Regions from separate parts of the Mus musculus genome. Here regions 1 and 3 are each linked to region 2. The links are chromatin contacts, called in public ChIA-PET maps. All regions are on one chromosome and are shown on one strand. Each heading gives the region's core, a stretch centred on a gene start, on an enhancer-like site or on the middle of the called end of the contact. The rest is flanking DNA. Distances are from core to core; before and after follow the strand shown.

Region 1 (4,472 bases), core at 1,845-4,344, 170 kb before region 2:
CCTCCCACAAATGAAGAACTGTACTTCTTAGTTGTCCCCCTAGCCTCTCCTGACTTTATTTCTTCCTGTTCACATGAAAGTATGCTTTTAAGGTTCATCCTGTTGTAGTACGTATCTGCCCACTAATTCTTTTCTCTGGCTGAGTAAGATTCCACCGAGAAGATGGACCACATTTCTGTAGCTGCTCACTGGTTGGTGGATATTTGCTTTGTTCCTAGTTCAGGGAGATACAGATGTTGATGGTACAAGCAGTGCTGTGGGCTCTCTGTGAATAGAAATTGCACCTTAGAACCTTTAAAATGGTGAATCATTGCTGTGTTTGGGTGAGCATACCACAGCTCATATGGAGGCCAGAGCATAACTTGCTGGAGTTGGCTCTCTCTTTTCAATGTGTGGGCCATCTCACTAGCTCTAGAATCTTTTAAAACAGAAAGGCCTCACGGCAGGCCTATGACTAGTGTTAACTTCCAAGGACCCCAGAGAACCAGGTCAGGGCAGGTTGCTAGGAAGGGGGATTAGAGAGGAGACCTGGTGGCTCAGGGTCTGACTGGACAGAGACTGTGGGTGAGTCTGAATTTGGATGGTGTGAAGGGAAGATTCCAGAATGGAGGCTGTTGCTGGTTTTTGCTGCAGGTGGGAGAACTCTAAGCACCCGAATGCCAGCCCCACCAGCAGCCACCATAGATGTCCTCTGATTAGCCAAGCCACTGGGAGGTCAGAATCAGACATGAATAAACAGAAGTCCCCGGTCTTTGAGATAGCTCAGTGGATAAAAGTGCTTGATGCCAAGACGGATGGATACCCAGAGTTCTACCTGGGGTCCCACAGGGTAAAAGGAGAGAACGAGAACCACCTTCCCAAAGCTGTCCTCTGACCTCCAGTCACGTGCTTCCCCTGTGCACAGGTGTCCTGGGTCTTGACCCGAAGACATGTTAGTAGAGTCCCTCAAGGCAGAAGGAGAAACCAAATCCAGAGCTGTCCTCTGACCTCCAATTGAACACCGCAACACACATGCCCAATAAATAAAGTCCCTTTTTAAATAAAGTCCAGAATGACCCTGCGTTTGACCTGAGTTTCAGAGGGAAGAAAAAAGGGGGACCATGGTGGGAGGGGGTAAATATATCTTGAGTTTTAAGGTTAGTATTTCTATAAGATTCCAGAGTCCTGTTCAATGTGGCCTGGGGTCTGAGAGTTGAGAAGAACTAGCATGAAACATACACCGGAGAAGCCTCCTCCTTAGGTGGGTAGTTAGAGCCAGGAGAGACCAGCAAGGACGAAAGCGCTAGGAAAACAAACAAACAAACAAACAGCAACAGCAACAAACCCGTTACAGCTACACAGAGGAAACAGCATCTCTCTCACTCAGCATCTTAAAACTACCATTTCCCTTTAACATACTTCCAACAGACACATTAATGGGATCAGTAGACCTTGTCTGCATGGCCAAAGGCTGCAGGACCTGTGTTGGGTAAAGGCTCTGCCCTCTGGGTCTGATGAGATTTGCTGCCTGAAGCTGCCCAGCCAGGGAGGTTGCCAGCTTGGCTGAGTCCCTTGACCAAGGACACTGTAAACTCAGGGGTTCCCCCTTGACTTTGAGGACAAGGAGCAGGAGCAGCCCCCCTCCCCTGGCTTTCCTGGTAAACACCCTTCTGTGTGTATGTGCACCTGTGGAGATCAGAGGTCAAAGGCTAGTGGCTCCACCATCACTCTCCACATTATTATTATTAATGTATTTATTTATTTTGGAGCTCTCTTACTGAACCTAGAGCTCACTGGTTCTGCTAGACTGGTGGGCCGGTGACCTCCTGGAGTCTGCCCACCTCTGCTTCCCCTCACTGGGTTACAAGTGTGCATAACTACACTGGGGTTTTACGCGGGTGCTAGGAATTCAAACTCAGCTGGTGTTTATAAAGCAAACAGTTGGCCCACTGAGCCTCCTGGGCCCCTACATGCTCCTGTGGATAAACTTTCCCTTGTTAGCCACTTGCTTCCTGACTGTCACCGTAAGGAGGGATGGCAGAGTGATTAACAGGAAGTGCCAGGTCCCTAGCATCCTCCTCTGGGCTTCGGCAAAAACCTCCTTTCCTTGAGTCTCCGTACTCAGACCTATTAACTCAGCAGAGTCTGGGGACAACCAAGTGCTGGGGAAGCCTGGGGGAGGGGACAAGGCCAGCCTTTTGCCTGAACAATGATACTTTATAAAGGGACAAGTTCTTGTCTTTCCGGAGGTCACTGTTCCAAGGTCTTACGAAGTTCAACTTTGAACATCCTGTTTTTTTTGTTTTAAAGATTAAAGTTTCTTTTATATTGCTACTTTAATTGTATATGTCTAAGAGTTTTGGGTGCATGTATTTTGTGTCTCTTGAGCATGCCTGATACTGAGGAGGTCAGAAGAAGGCCTGGGGTCTCCAAGGCTGGAGTTATAAATAGCTGCAATCTTTCATAGGGGTGCTAGGAACCCATAAATCCAGGACCTCTGTAGATGTTCTTAACTGGGGAACCATCGCTCCAGCCCCAACCCTTCAGTTTTCGGTCTTTACTGCCTCAAAGATCTTGTCCCTGGAGCCATCTCTTTTTAATCTCCGAAGAGAAACAGGGCAGGGAAGAAGGGAAGACAGAGCCTCAGGCTTAGAGGAGCCAGGGGCAAGGCTAGGGGAGACCAGCTTGCTGATTACAGGGTGTGAAGAACCCTGCCGGGAGGATGGACCGGAAGCTGTGCACAGCTTGTAAGAAGGAAGGAGTGGAGGCCAGGAAGAAGGGGGAGGGATGTGGGGGGGGGGGGGGGAGAAAGGCAGTCAGGATGGAAATGAAAGCCCATCTCAAACCACACCCCCACTGGGGTCTTCTATCCACACACATATGGCACACCTTTAGTCCTAGGACTAGGAAGGTAGAAGCAGCTGGATTGCTGTGAGTTTCAAGGTTTCAAGCTAGCCTGGTCTAGACAGCAAGACCCTGTCTCAATAAATAAATAAATCTTAAAAAAAATCATATGTTGGGTGATTCTGAATAAAAACCCAGACAGGAAGTTCTCTGGCTGTCTGTTAGGTAAGTGTGTGGGAAGCGCTCACATTTGCTGTGCACCTTACATGGCTGTCTTCCATAAGGGCACCTCAGAGACTGCCCCTCATTACCAACACCCAAACACTGAGCTTGAGGGATACTCCTCCAGCCTTTCTTCTGCTGGGTGTGCCCTCCCCCTCCCCCATGGAGACGTGTGCACACACCCCCCCTCATCCCTCTGCGTATGACTGCCCTCAGGAAGAGGTCACCAGCTCCAGCTGGCTCCTTGGAGGGGAAACAGTGGTTTGAACAGTTAGAAAACTTAAACAAATAAAGCAGCTTTGCCAGATGCACTTGTTGTTTACGAACAAACAATGGCAGGGCGCTTCTTCCTGGGACAGTGAGGGAGTGTGTTGGAGAACCATGCCCTCACGGCTCAGAATAAAGGGGGATTGTTCCCAGGACAAAGATATAAGGGCTGCTTTGGGAGCCCAGGATGAAGTCACCAGCGCTCATCTCTCCTGTCAGAAAAGCGACAGGAAATGCCATCTCTGGGGAACCAGAGGGACGCTAGTTACTCTCCCTGTAATAGGAAGCTTTGGTTCTCTCTTTAAAACACAAGAATAGACTTTAAAAGAGAACAAGAAAAACAAAGAAAAGAAAAAAAAAGATAAATGGAAGAAAAAGAAAAGAGAAGCCAAGAGGAATCTGAGGTCAGCTACAAAGCACTTGTTTTCATTTTCATGTCAGGTTTGTTTTTTTAAAAGACAGGGCAGGGCCTTTCTGTAAGCCCAGGCTGGCCTGGAACTCAGAGACATCCCCCTGCCTGAGTGCTGGGAGTAGCGGTGTGCGTGCGCTAACGCACCTGGCTCTCAGTTCTGTTCTGAGTTGTACTTGAGTCTCTACAGAAGAAACTTCCTTCAGAGAATTGGCTGGCGCTCTAGATGCTCTAGAGAAGGCGCTTGCTGAGTGTGCCACAGTAATGCTAGCTAGCACCAGGGAGGCAGGCATAGGAGGAAACCCAGGCCAACCAGCCTGACCAAATTGTCAAGCTCCAAATTCAGTGAGGGATCCCGTCTCGGGAAATCAGGTGATGAACGAAGGTGCCCAGCACTGACCTAGGCCACCACAGGTACAGGAACAGGAGAGAAGGGGGTGGGGGGATGAAAAGCCTGAATTTGGCAGTGCTTCCCAGCACTCGGGAGGCAGAGGCAACTGGATCTCTGAGTTTGAGGCTAGCCTGGTCTACAGAGCAAGGTGGATAGCCAGGGCTACATAGCAAAACCTTGTTTCAGGGGAGAAAAAGATGGACCCTGCATCATGAGGCTGAAATCCTGACACTTGGGGGTGGGGTGAGATAAGGTGGGCAGGGCAGGGGCTGAGGCAGGAGATTGCTAAATTATAGGCCAACTTGGCCACCTACAAAGAAAGTTCCAGGCCAATTAACGGTTCATACAAAGACAGTCTCA
Region 2 (3,911 bases), core at 726-3,225:
TGAGCGCCCATCTCACTATCAGACACTGGCCAAGTGTTCTGGATTTGTGGGGTGGGGGTGAGGCCAGGCGGTGAACAGGATATCTTGCCTCCTCCCATGGGCATTTGGGCAACTCCTGCCTTGGCTTTCTGCCTTAAGGAGGCAGAGGTAAGGCCCCATGGGTGATCATATTGGAAGCATGGAGTGGGTGTGGTCAGGAGTAATCAGGGAACTGTTGATCCCAGTCTCCAGCCCTCAGGCCTTGCTCAACCTCCACCTAACCCAAGGGAGACAGCTGAAGGCAGTGTGCCTAGCTCTGGGATCTCGTGAAGGGCCCCCATGGTGTAGGACTCCCAGCTTCACCGTGTGTGCACTACCCCTGTTTGTGTGTATGCACACTTGTGTGTGCTTAGTGTGGGTACCTGTGTGTGGAGGCTGGAGATCAGGTCTTCCTCTTTGCTCTCCACCTTTTCTCTTGAGTCAGAGTCTCTCACTGAGCTGGGAGCTTTGCTGATTGGCTAGGCAGGCTGGCCAGAGAGCTCTATGTCCTGCCTGCCTGCCTGCCTGTCTCCTCAGCTGCAGTCGAAAGCTTTGCCACACCTGGATTTTACACAGGTGTGGCTGTCAGATCCTATAGCAGACACTATAGTGGCTGAGCTGTCTCCCCAGACCCCTGTTCCTGCTCTGATGGTAGGCTGGGGCTGGGGATGAGATGTGCAAGGGTGACGTGGCACCCAGCGTGCCCTAGACTGCTGTGCCCCTGCCTGATGTTTGACACAGCTTGGCTGCCGTACGATGTGTCTTTGGATAAAGGAGGAGACCCAGTCCTTATGGATTTGATGTGGATTCAGGAACAAGGTGATATATAGAGTCGCTGTAATGGAGAGTCCTTGAGGCTTCGACCATATCTTGTGGCTTTTGGTCTATGTGCAGCAGAGTTGTTAAGGGATGGGTAGGCGAAAGTGGCTTCCATTGTTCCCACTTCCAGACCCTTCTTCCTGGGCCCTTTCCTTTGAGCTCACTTGCTTGGCCTGGTCTGCACTGTTACCTAGCAGTCCCTGGGAACTGCTAGGGTCCAGCCAGGGCCTTGTGTCTGGCTGTCCCTCTTAGAAGGTCTCTGCCTTCCTGCCTCTCCTTTTGGTGTGATGTTATATAGATCAACTCTGGGGAGATCAATTATTCTGCTTGGGGAAGCTCTTCTGGCCCGAGGAGCACAGGTTGGGGGCCTGGGAAAGGCTGCAGGGCTGGCTCCAGCATGCCTGGCTTTCCAAGGTGGCCGGGAAACTGGTAGACTCAGAGCCCCTGTGCCCTGGATTCCGGGAGTGAAGGAATGTGGCTCTCAAGAATGTTTAACCCGGGCAGAAATAGCACACTTGCCTCTCCTTATTTTGGGCTCCAGTTCTCAGCATAGGGTGCTGATCTCTCACCCTAGTCTGGGGCCACAGCTGTCCGCGTCCCCCACAGCTGCCCGGGTCCCCCACAGCTCTGGCCTTTTGGGGACAAACAGTGGCCTCTTTTTCCAGCTTTATTATTATTATTTTAACCAAGAAGTTGCCGTGGGAACCAGAAAGCGGTTCTGACTTGGAAGTACACACAGGCCCTGTAATTACTTCCTTGGCCCCTCAGCCTCCTCTGAGCATCTCAGGGAGGGAGGGGCATGGAGTCCTGAGGCCTGTCTGCTGTCGTCTGCCTCGGGGAACTGCAGCTCAGGGACTTCCTGCCCCCAAGGCTAGCTTCAAATCCTCCCGACTCCCTTCTGGCATGTCAGCTTGCCCCCCAACATACACACTAGCCCGGGAGCTATCTGTAAAATGGGCAAAGTGAGGGAACCTGCCCAGAGGGTTAGACAGAGCAAGCAAAGCAAGTGTGAGAAACACTGGCGAGGGGCCTGCCTCTCTCTCTCTTACTGCTTCACACATCCGTGGAGAGAGCCACACCCCTTGCAGGCTCGCTACAGCGTGGGTGGCTGAACTCTGAACTCCGGATGCTCAGAGAAGGCTGACTACACGCCACCCAGAGGCGGCTCCCTGCCAGTGTCTCTTGGATGCGGTAGAGGCAATGTGTATAACCCTCTTCCCCCCCTACACACTCAGCTGTGGGCTGTGAGGCTGAAGCTGGGGCTCTCTGCAGGGCTCCCTGCTCTGGTCTGCTCCCCAGCCTCACCCCCATCCCTACTCCCCACTGGCACCCCAAACACATTTGTCAAGATGAATAGGAAAGCCAGGACAGAAGTAAATAGCTAATGGATGCTCCAGGCTTCTTCTAACCCATCCTGAGCCTGCTTCTCTACCTGGCATTAAACTTGATCCCTTTTTCTAGGACTCCTGAGTCGGGGGTCTTCTGTCAATTTCTGTGGCTTGCAGGGGGGACAGGTTGGGTCTGAGGTGGCAGCCCTCATCCCTCCTTCCTGCCCTCCCGCACCTGCCTCTTGGTAGGAACCAAAGCTTCCCTTCAGAGCAGGAGACGGGGCTATTTTTGGCACTGTGGGGGGAGGCGAATGCTTTCCTTCTGTTCAAAAATACATGGTGTGCACTGTGCAAACAGGGAGCTGGGCTGCTCGAAGCCTGCGCTCCTGGGCACTGGGCCTCTTGCCATGGTCCCTGAACCCTCTGGAGCTCTGTAGTCTACACATCCAACCAGGCAGGGTGACCATTGTCTTCACACTGCTTGTCATGGGGCCCTTGCTGGGCTCAAGAGGAACATGATCTTAATTATAAGTAGCAGCAGCCATCACAATATAGAGGCTCCTGCTTTAGGGGCTCTGGCTGGGATGCCTGTCTCCCTGGACTGGAGAAGCTGAGGGCAGCTCTGACAGTGCCCTAGGGCATTCTGGGAAGGATGCCCTGCAGCTTTGGGAGAGAAACAGAGAGTCCAGGGGAGCCCCAACTGGCTAAAGGGTTCCTCTGGCTGCCCCTTTAGTTCTCATTTCCTGGTTGAGAAAGTGGTTTTAGGCTACCTGCCTCAGTTTACCCTGTGGTACTGACACAAGGGAACATGGACTGTTGGTTCTCTGGCTTATACGGCATCCATAATGTGGTGGAGAAACAGAAGTGAGGCCAGTTTAAATGTCAAGACAAGCTGTTGGTACAATGGGGGACGTATGTATGCAGCATAGGCACCTGTGGGAGGGCTTAAGTGGCATGTCAGCTTAGCATCTTGTGTACTCCTTCCCTGATGGAGGCAGGAGGAGGTCAGGGTAGAGGAGATTTGGGCCAGCAGCTTCGCCTGATACCAGTGTCAGGACAGGGTTACTCTCAGGACCTGTGTCCTGGACGTGGTCTAGGAGGAAGATGATGCTGGTGACAGCAGTCCTGTGCTGGGCCCACCAAGCATGCTAAGCTGGACAGGAAAGGAGGAGAGCTGCCAGGTTAGAGATAGGCCTAGCTATGAGTGCACACATGCATCAATACATGCATTCATGTATATGTGTGTGTGTGTGTGTGTGTGTGTGTGTGTGTGTGCGAGTGTGTGCGCTCACACGTGCATGCATACACATATGGAAGACATAGACACAGGCTGGGTGTTTTCTCAACTGCTTTCTACCTGATTTCTTGAACAGATCTGTCACTGAGCCTGGAGCTCACCATTGGCTAGACTGGCCAAGGGTCCCTGCCTCTTCTCCCCCCTCCCACCCACCACACTCTGTCCTGGGATGCTGGGGATCTCAACTCAGTCCCTCATCATTTCAGAGCAGACATTTTACCCATTGGGCCATCTCCCCAGCCCCCTTTCCTCTGTCCTTCCTTCCCTTCTCCCCTCTCTCCTTCCTTCTTTTCTTGACAGCATCTCATGTAGCCCAGGTTGGCTTCAAACTCCCTGTGTAGCTGAGGATAGCCTTGAACCTCATGCCTCCACCTTCAGCAGTGGCACTACCACTCCTGGTCTGTGAGGCGCTGGGACCTATTCTAGGACCTTGTGCGCACTGGGCAAGC
Region 3 (4,427 bases), core at 704-3,203, 140 kb before region 2:
TCTTCTTCTCTTCTGGCTTCTCTGCACACTGGTACATATTCTCTCTCTCATATTTTTTTCTCATATTCTCTTTCTCTCTCTTTCTCTCTCACATACACACACACACACAACTTAAAAAAGAGAGAGAGGAAGAAAGGAGAGAAAGTTCAGGCTTAATATTGTCTAAAAGCCAAGAGTGTAGATAATTTAATTCCCTGTCAATCAAAATGTTCATGGATGTTGTAAGCACAAATTTTTTTTTTTACAATAAGTAACATAAGCTCTGTGTGTCTTAGCCATGGTCACTACTGCTGTGATGAGACACCATGACCAAAGTGAGCTGGGGAGTTAAGGATTTATTTGACTTATGCTTCCACTGCTCATCAATGAAGGCTCTCAGGACAGGAACTCAAGCAGGGCAGGAACCTGGAGGCAGGAGCTGCAGCCGAGGCCATCAAGCTTCCCCTACAGGCACTGATTAAGAAAACTCCCCACAGGGCTATCCACAGCCCAACCTTCTGCAGGCATCTATCTCCTCAACTGAGATTCCCTTCTCTCTGATGACTCTAGCCTGTGTCATGTTGACATAAAACTAGCCAGCACAGACTGTTTCAAGCCCGGCGTTGGAACTTCTTATGTAGACCAGGTTAGCCTCAGGTTCCCAGAGACCTCCCTGCCTCTGAAGTGCTGGGACTAAAGGCATGCACCACCACCAACCCTGACCTATCTAACCACTGAGCCTCCCCAGCCTTTGGAGTTTCCTCTTGTTCCTATACTTAATACTTCCTCATTTTCTATGGACTTTGTATTTCTTGTATTGTTTTGGGGAAGCTCTTATACCTTCAGGTAATTAAGTGTTACATTTTGAATAAATTCTTTTTATTTTTTGTAGGGACCTGAAAGATGGCTCAGCAGGTAACAGTTCTTTGTTTGTTTGTTTTGTTTTTGTTGTTGTTGTTTTTTCGAGGCAGGGTTTCTCTGTGTAGCCCTGGCTGTCCTGGAACTCACTCTGAAAACCAGGCTGACCTCGAACTCAGAAATCTGCCTGCCTCTGCCTCCCGAGTGCTCGGATTAAAGGCATGCGTCAAAGGTAACAGTTCTTGCTACCATGTCTAACAACCTGAGTCTGAATCCTGACTCCACACAGTAGGAGAGAACTGACTCCAGAAAATTGCCCTTTGACCTCAACATGTGTGATATAAACATATCCACCCCCCACATACAATTAAAATTTTTTTTCTTAAATTGTTTGATTTGAAATTTTAAGCCTGGTCTTACAGAGTGAGTTCTAGGACAGCCTGGGCTACACAGAGAAACCCTGTCTTGAAAACAACAACAACAACAACAAAAAAAAAAAAAAAAGAAGGAAATTTTATATATAATTGCTATAGACTGAATGTTATACGTGACCCAAATCCAATCCAAACTAAGAGGGGCCTTCATGATATGAATAGATTGATTGCTGCCCCAGTAACGGCAGCTTCCTTCTAACTTCTGCTAAGATCGGTTTAAATGATAAGGCAGTGCCTAGTGTCTGCCTGCCAGGAAGTGGTCCCACACCAGACACCATATGTCTGCGAGCCTCTGACCTTGGACCTTCAGTATCCAGAAGCGGGAGGGATAAATGGTTCTCATGAGCCACTGATTTTATGGCTTTAACAACAGCAGACCAAACTGGCTAAGACAGTTTTTGATGCATAGACTAAATGCTTGGTGACCTTCGGGGCAGGTCCTGGAAGGTCCCCATGCCATTTTACACTTCTGTATAAGAGCCAAAGCTTCCTCAGCAAACATCTCTTTGTGGTTACCTATGCATACCATATGGACTTGGTTCACAGCTCATTACTTTAAAGGCAACTAAGGAAGTCATGCAAAGCAAGATCTATTATGAAAATAACATCTGGGGACTGGAGATAGGACCCCGCGGAGAAGGCTGTGCTCCTGAGAAGACTCATGTTTGGACCTCCAGCACCCACACACAAGCCCAGTAGATAACTAACTATGGGAGGTGGAGAGCAGATCTCTGGGCCAAGCCAGCTAGCCAGACTAACATAACGAGCAAGCTTTGGGTTCAGTGAGAACCCCCACCTCAGTAAATAAAGCGGTGACTCAGAAGGACAGCAGATGTCAACCTCTGGATTCCACAGGCACACACATGCATACACGTGCTCCCCACCCAAGAGAACACTGGCACACACACTCTAAAAAAAAAAAAAAAATCTACCTTTGCCTGGCTGTAGCCTCATTTCCTCTTAGACAGTACCACATGCTAAAATAGCAGAGATATTTTGTTTCAGTTTAATATTTTTTACTAAAAGGAAAAAAGTTTTTTTATAAACAGGCCACTTAACATGAAATAGAGAGGCCAGATGTTTGTAGCCTGGCGACCTGAGTTTGATCCCTGGGTCCCACGTGGTGTTAGGAGACAACTGATTCCCACAAGTGTCCTCTGACCTCCACATGTGTGCTGTGGTGTAGACACACACACACACAATGAATTTAAAAAATGAAAACAGAAACCCACAGCCCAGGATTTCTTTTTCACCACCTTACCATCTTTTTACATGTCCAACCCACCGCCAAAAGCATCTCCCCTTTCATCAGGCCATCTTCCATGATGTGCTTCTGGCATGGCTTGTATAACCCCAGACGGGCCCCCTCCTTCTTACTGTGTGGGATTCACCACATCCTGTTACACAGGTCCAGAGGCACAAAGCCTGGGTATCCTCCAATCAATATTCGCTGAATGCATGCTCAAGTCAAAGGAACACCCCCCACCCCCACCCCACCCCCGTTACTGAACCGCTCTGGGCATCGGTCAGAGTCAGCTGTTCCCGTGCATGGCTCCCTATTCTGAGAAGCAGGATAATGAGTGGCAGATGCTCTGCAAGAAGACTGCAACTGTCATCAATGAAAGTCTGCTGCTCTTGAGAAGCTAGTAAACATCTAACTCATGGGGCGGGGGATGTGGCTCAGTCAGTGGAGCACTGGCCTAGCATGCACAAAGCCCTGGGTTCCATCCTCTGCACTGCATAATCCAGCTGTGGTGGTATTCCTAGCACTGGGAGGTGGAGAGAGAAGGGTCAGCACTTCAAAGTCATGGTCTCAGCGGTTAAAAGCACCCGAGGCCCTACCAGAGGTCCCAGGTCTGATTCCCAGCACCCAAGTGGCAGCTCTCAGCCATCAGCCATGGGTAACTCTAGTTCCAGGGAATTCGATGTGCTCTTCTGGCCTCCACAGGTACCAGGCAAGCACGTGTGGCAGACATAAATGTTCAAGGCTAGTTGGGAATACAGGAAACTATCCTTAGAATCCAGAGCATCTAGCTTATGAAGAAAGTTATCCACTGAGCTATCTCCTGGTCCTTGGACATGACAGTTGTGAATAGGGCAGATGATGGACAGACACTAGCTGCCTGGCAACACACCATCCTCCGAAGCACCGCCTCCTTTCTAATTTCATGTCTTCGTGGCTTTCTTTGAAGGTAGGCATCAAGAAGTTATTTCCATGCTGAAAATTCCTAAACACACACCTTTAGTCCCAGCAATCAAGAGGCAGAGGCAGGCAGATATTCGAGTTCAAGGCCAGCCAGGAGGAAACTGTCCACAAAACCAAATAAATCCTTGTGTAAAAGTTGACCAGAGCTGGGGAGATGGCTCAGTGGCTCCGAGTGCTTGCACAGCAAGCATGGGAACCGAGCTTGGAGCCCCATCACTGAGTGGAACGTGAAGCAGGGCCACTGCATGTGTCCCTGGTACCCCAACCCTGAGGTGTGTGGTAGGGGGTTAGGATGGCTGCTGGGCTTCCTGGCTGGCTGCTAGCCTTGCTGGAAAACAGCAAGCTCCAGGTTCACTGAGGCCCTGCCCTGAGATGATGAGGCAGAGTTTTAGAGCAAGATAACCAATATCTTCCTTGGTCCTTCATGTGTTCATATGGGTGTGCAGTTTCATAAACACATGTTCCCATACACACACACGAATATGCTTGGCCTGGAGAGTGACACTATTAGGAGGTGTGGTCTTGTTGGAGAAAGTGTGTCACTGTGGGGGTAGGCAGTGAGACCCTCCTCCTAACCATGTGAGAGCCAGTCTTTTCCTAGCGGCCTTCAGGTGAAGATGTTGAACTCTCAGTTCCTCCTGCACCATGCAAGCCTGGATGCTGCCATGTTCCCACCTTGATGATAATGGACTGAACCTCTGAACCTATAAGCCAGCCCCAATTAAATGTTGTCCTTATAAGACTTGCCTTGGTCATGGTGTCTGTTCACGGTGGTGAAACCCTAATACACACACACATGCCAATCGAGGGTTGAGGAAGTGCTTCAGGTTCTAGAGTGCTTGTGTAGCACACAAAGAGCCCTGGGCCCCATCCCAGTGTTTCATAGCCTGGGTGCCAAAGCCCATAATCCTAGGACCAGGCATGTGGAGCTGGGAGAATCAAAAGTTCTT

The links. ChIA-PET counts read pairs in DNA pulled down with a chosen protein or histone mark.
Region 1: a contact with region 2 is called in an RNA polymerase II ChIA-PET map of memory CD8 T cells, with 21 read pairs. The contact joins two enhancer-like sites. A contact is called at or near these places in 3 of 115 datasets of contacts at active chromatin or transcription factors (embryonic stem cells and memory CD8 T cells) and 1 of 9 other capture datasets (adipose tissue).
Region 3: a contact with region 2 is called in an RNA polymerase II ChIA-PET map of memory CD8 T cells, with 21 read pairs. The contact joins two enhancer-like sites. A contact is called at or near these places in 1 of 115 datasets of contacts at active chromatin or transcription factors (memory CD8 T cells) and 2 of 9 other capture datasets (adipose tissue and pancreatic islet).

The regions. Positions count from the first base shown.
Region 1 is chr2:31,085,172-31,089,643 of GRCm38.p6, forward strand. The region is part of intron 4 of Fnbp1 (formin binding protein 1); the gene reads right to left. Among named protein-coding and RNA genes, the nearest start is that of Fnbp1, 55 kb to the right of the region's middle. Within about 2 kb of position 3,095, at least 138 of the 459 cell types and tissues checked have an H3K27ac peak or open chromatin away from gene starts, as enhancers often do. A contact at or near this core is called in adipose tissue and memory CD8 T cells, where this site is marked.
Region 2 is chr2:31,254,801-31,258,711 of GRCm38.p6, forward strand. The region is part of intron 1 of Ncs1 (neuronal calcium sensor 1); the gene reads left to right. Among named protein-coding and RNA genes, the nearest start is that of Ncs1, 11 kb to the left of the region's middle. Within about 2 kb of position 1,976, at least 241 of the 459 cell types and tissues checked have an H3K27ac peak or open chromatin away from gene starts, as enhancers often do. A contact at or near this core is called in adipose tissue and memory CD8 T cells, where this site is marked.
Region 3 is chr2:31,113,693-31,118,119 of GRCm38.p6, forward strand. The region is part of intron 1 of Fnbp1 (formin binding protein 1); the gene reads right to left. Among named protein-coding and RNA genes, the nearest start is that of Fnbp1, 26 kb to the right of the region's middle. Within about 2 kb of position 1,954, at least 99 of the 459 cell types and tissues checked have an H3K27ac peak or open chromatin away from gene starts, as enhancers often do. A contact at or near this core is called in memory CD8 T cells, where this site is marked.